2 separate regions of the Bicyclus anynana genome follow, and region 2 is linked to region 1. A link is a contact called in public Hi-C data. All regions are on one chromosome and are shown on one strand. The core of a region is the stretch at or near the end of the contact, and the rest is flanking DNA. Distances in the headings are between cores, read along the strand shown. Region 1 overlaps LOC112055509 (myosin-IIIb). Region 2 holds the start of LOC112055509 (myosin-IIIb).

Region 1 (2,614 bases), core at 63-2,562:
AAATCACTTTACATGCAGCATCCTGTATATACTTTCTTGGTAAATTATGAATGTTATACATTTTTCTCTGAGGAGCAATAACATTTTTGGACCGTATTTCTCTTGACTAATGAATTATATTAATTGTTCTATTGAATCTCTATTAAAATATTATCAACCCATATTTGGCTCACTGCTGTGCTCGAGTCTCCTCTCAGAATGAGAGGGGTTAGGCCAATAATCCGCCGTGCTGGCCCAATGCGGATTTCCATACTTCACACACGCAGAGAATTGAGCAAATTCATTGGTATGCAGGTTTCCTCACGATGTTTTCCTTCACCGTTTGTGACACGTGATATTTAATTTCTTAAAATGCACACAACTGAAAAGTTGGAGGTGCATGCCCCGGATTAGTATAGTTTTCTACTAAATATTAGGTGAAGCTTTTTCGTTGTTCAATTATTATTATAAAAAAAGTTCAAATCGTACGTAAGTAACTACGTAACCTAACCAGAAATGACACTGGGAACTCTTGCCTTTTCGCAACCATTCCATAAGTCGTTATTAACAATAATAACATTGCATTGCACATAATGCTGACATAACGGAAGAAACCTTTGGCTTGCATTTGATAACTGTGTCATGTGTTAAGGAAAAATAATAATATTTGTATTCAAATTACAATGTTACTCGTCTATGCAATTGTATAATACTCACCTCGTGGACTTTGTAAGAGCATACCTATATCTATACTAATATTATAAAGCTGAAGAGTTTGTTTGTTTGAACGTGCTAATCTCAGGAACTACTGGTCCGATTTGAAAAAATCTTTCAGTGTTAGATAGCTATATATTATCCCCGTATTCCTAGAAGAACGGAAACCATGCGGGTGAAACCGCGCGTCGTCAGCTAGTTCAATTATAAGAGTAATGCCGGCACTAGATAAAATTTGAATACTGTACACATTCTTGTACACTTGCAACCCACCATAGATCCATTTACGAATATTCTAATACATCTTTTCTAATATTATAAAGCAGAGGAGTTTGTTTGTTTGCTTAAACGCGCTAATCTCAGGAACTACTAGTTCGATTTAAAAAAAAATTCAGTGTTAGATAGCCCATTGATCAAGGAAGGCTATATGTTATCCCCGTATTCCTACGGGAACTCGAACCACGTGGGTGAAACTCCTGTAATTCGGCTACTCGGAGGTCGGGTTCGGAGGATGGTTTGTGGTCGGGAGTCCTGGTGCTGTGTGGCCCTTGTCCACACTAAGCCTGATATTAATATAGATCTCCCGGAAGAGTCTAGGAGTGCAGGTTAACTAAGGAGTGAACTGGGCCAGAGGGGAAACCCAGCAGCCAAAAAACCCGTTTGCCCGTATCGGGTTGTACGTAGTGGTATAGCGGCCGGGAGTTCAGTAACAGCACGACCAATAAAATCAGTCCCGATCATTTTTTTTACTTATATATGTTTTCGGATACCAGCCAGCATTACTTAAAAGATGGCAATGCATTCATACGTCTAAGGATCGCTAAAATATGTCGGCTAGAATAACATCGAAATTAGACCCATAATTACACGCGCGAACGCGTGAATACAGAAACAGCTTTGATCTACCATCAAGTGCCTAATATATCTCCGTTATGATTTCCTTTCTTTTCTATTCCAGGTGTAATCAATGTAAAGCGTAAGCCATGCGCAGCGACATGGCGTACCGAGGGCTGTCCCAGCATGTCGAGTTGGACCGCGCTGCGGACCCTCAGGATCGATTCACGCTGCAAGAGCTGATAGGCGAAGGTACATACGGCGAAGTGTACTGCGCTAAGGACAAAAAGACTGGCCGACGGGTTGCTGTTAAGGTATAGTCATCTTTCCTCCATAATAATTAAGATCATCAATCCATTATCAACCAATTACAAGGCAGCGGTCTTCTTCCTAGAATAAGAAAGGTGGATTAGTATACTTCTTACACATTTGAATATACCTGTTATGAAAAACTTTTTTATTAACTTATTATAAAAAATATATTAACGTATTTAATTTTGTACAAATTACACGGAAATCATAAATTTGTCTAGGATTTAAAGTAGCCTGTGCTGCTCCATGATTAATTTTATCTCTAAACTAAGTTTCATCCAAAACGGTTCTGTGGTTTAGCCGAGAAAAGTTAATAGATAGACAGACTTACTTTTTGCATTTGTAATATTCCTATGTAGATGCTCAGGTTTCCTCCGTAGTTATTCACACCGTTGCTGTGTTGTTATTTAACTACTTAAAACGCACACCGAAAAGTGAAGTGTGTACTGGTGATTGATCTCGATTTCCCTGAAAGGGAACTTACCAATATTATAAGCTTGCAACTTACTTTATAAACTTCACAATAAAATGTAATACCAATAGATGATTCACTTTATTATTATCAGCATTCAATGGAATACTTGTAATATCAAAACTAAATTCCATGAATGCATAAAACTATACTCATATCTGACGCATATGTTTAATATGATTTTTTAAATATTAGAACTATTCTAATATTAATTTCTGTACTAAATATGTAAACAGCGACAGCATAAACAACTGATTATCTAATTTAAATACCTACTAGTCCATATTTTGCGAACAATAAAGG
Region 2 (2,614 bases), core at 46-2,545, 47 kb before region 1:
TAAGTTGAAATACATTACCCTCCTTCTGACGCAGTCGGATAATAAAGGTATTGAAGCAGTCTTGAATCTGAAGTAATTTATTTGGATAAGAAATAATACCAAGATACAATTATAGTATAGACCCTTTTATAACGGCGGCATTTCCATATTTTTTTTTAATAAAAGAACACTTACGAGTATTGTGTCATGACTATAAATAAAGTTAGGCATAAGACAAACATACAGTTAAATCTTTCCTATTTATAATATTTGTATAGATAATGATGAGTAGGTAACCATATTAGCATAATGAGTCTATATTATGATCAATGTTTTTATCTCTTTGAAACTTTGGAAGCGGTCGGTCATCGGTGCTAGTGACTCATGTTTGTTGCATATTTTACTTATGATGCAATAAATGTTGACCTTATAGGTACGACACCACGACAACTTTTCCCTAAGTTATTGTCAGACAAGTTTTTTTAATCATATCATGCATTAAATTGTATTAAAAAGTTTTTATATAAAATAAAAAGAAAATCCAAATGAAGAATCTAACTAAGTACAATTCGATTCTTCTATTTAAGTCCGTACGGCTGAAAAACCCGAAAGAATTTTCATGCAGTTTTCAAACTAAATTGAAATAGACCTCTATCTAATAGCATAGGTATAGATTTAGACTCGAGTGTGGGATAAAAAACAATTCTGTAAAGTAATGTCTAAAATAATATGCATTATAGGTAAGTATGAAATAGAAGCAGGCATTAGTCATTATTTTGGGTGTTATACATCTAGTAATCCTAAATATTAAAACTTAGATTATTGATATACCTTTGGTATATCGGTTATGATGAGATATTGCTGAGGTGGATACTTTTTTGTCCACGACCATATAGATTTTTGTATATTCTGTTTGTTTCTCTTAATACTTGTGTGTGGACAAAAAAAAATAACATAGATAAATACAGTAAATAATTTACCACAAATGTCACTATAAAACCGCTTTGCTATAAAATTACATTATCATCAATAGCGATAGCACATATCGATATTGAATGAGCATAATCTTAAAACAATTTACTTACTGTTTGAAAATTGAAATCTTATTATCACAATATCACGAAATACGAATAAAATTGAGTGAGATAGTAACTAAAAACAAGCCAAGTACCTACGTACTCGTGTTTCCCACGGCTAACAATTTAGAATTTTTGCTAGTTTATCCGTAAGTAAATAAACATAATCTTATCTGCTATGCGGCAGTGTCGGGGGGGAAAGGGGGGAACGTTCCGTTAGCCATAGTCGCAGCTACAGCTGATTTCACATGTCCGTGAATTCTGAGTTCGCTCTGTCGTGTCGCTCACTCGGTCTCCGTTACAAATGCCGGCATCGTAAATACGTTGCGATTCTGTTTTGGACAGTGTTTGGGTGTCTTGATTATTCTGTGTCGTTGTTAACTATCGATTTCATCAATTGGACGTTGAATTTAAGGTGTTCCGTAACTGTCGGTGAGTAATTGAGTATGTTATTGTTTTCCAATAAATTCCATGACATTTTTCCTTATAAACATCGGTTCTTATTAATGTTATAATGCTGTGTGATATTAATTTTTGAATATTCAGCTTTTTATTTTCAAAATTACTTATCTTGTTGTAGTTTTCTGATTGCATGTAAGTAGGTATTATTCGGCGCTCAATATTTTTCGTGGTTTTCACGTGTTTTTCCACAAACTACCTACATTTATTGAGTGACTTAGTTACCTTAACGTACCTATTATTGTTTTAGTTAGTAACTATGAAAGTAAACCAAAATGTTTCATTAAAAAATCAAAATTCGGTAATGCGGATAATTAAAAAAAAATACTTTACCTACGTACATATTAGATGGTTTATTTTATTCCTACCAAGACCATACTCCATGCAATTGCATTTTTTTAATATAATGCAACGATGACCTTGATTACAACCGCAGAGTTATAAAAAACTTAAAGTAGATACAGCGTGCTTTTTATTGCAAGTGGGTAGGTATTTATGCACCTACCTGCTCGATGCGTTCAAGTAACTTCCGTTATAGAAGCTGCATTGAAGTGCAGCCAAATACTTACATAGGTACCTAAATTGTTATATTGCATCACCGTACAAAAGCAAAAGTTTTATTATAAAAAACCCGACTACTTAAGCGTAATAAACTGAAAGAAGAAAACAAGTATCACAATATCAATATATAGGGAAATGCCCACCGGCCAATACAACGTCGGCCCAGAGAACACAGGTAATACGTAATAAAAGTATATGGAGATGATAATATGAAGTATAAAAAAAATATCTATTTTTTTATCACTCTCATAAAGCAAAATATTCGCCGGTGTACCAAAGCAGCGAAATAACATTTGAAGCTGTATTATTTTTTTCTGTTCCCAAAAAGCTTTACAAACAAGAAAACGAACAAACAAACCAATCATAAGTCTTCAAAAAATATCGTAATACTCAGGGGGCAAATTAATGATGTATCGAAAATGTCGTAAAAAGTTGTAGCAAACTTTTTTTTGATAAAGTAATGATTTCATTATAATAGTAGAACTATCAAGATTTTATTAGATATAAATAAGTTGCGGGGTAGGATAAGGGTAGGCCTG

The links. A called contact is a pair of places that touch in the nucleus more often than the background predicts.
Region 2: a Hi-C map of whole larva shows a contact between it and region 1, with 4 times the contacts expected there. The contact joins the promoter of LOC112055509 here to the enhancer-like site in region 1. A contact is called at or near these places in 2 of 2 Hi-C or Micro-C datasets (whole body and whole larva).

What each region holds. Positions count from the first base shown.
Region 1 is chr1:11,057,804-11,060,417 of ilBicAnyn1.1, reverse strand. It overlaps LOC112055509 (myosin-IIIb), which reads left to right. Exons shown (of 23, transcript XM_024095650.2): 2 at 1,652-1,841. The coding sequence starts at 1,677. Among protein-coding and RNA genes, the nearest start is that of LOC112051919, 12 kb to the right of the region's middle. Within about 2 kb of position 1,312, at least 5 of the 8 cell types and tissues checked have open chromatin away from gene starts, as enhancers often do.
Region 2 is chr1:11,104,785-11,107,398 of ilBicAnyn1.1, reverse strand. LOC112055509 (myosin-IIIb) reads left to right here and starts at 1,295. Exons shown (of 23, transcript XM_024095650.2): 1 at 1,295-1,487.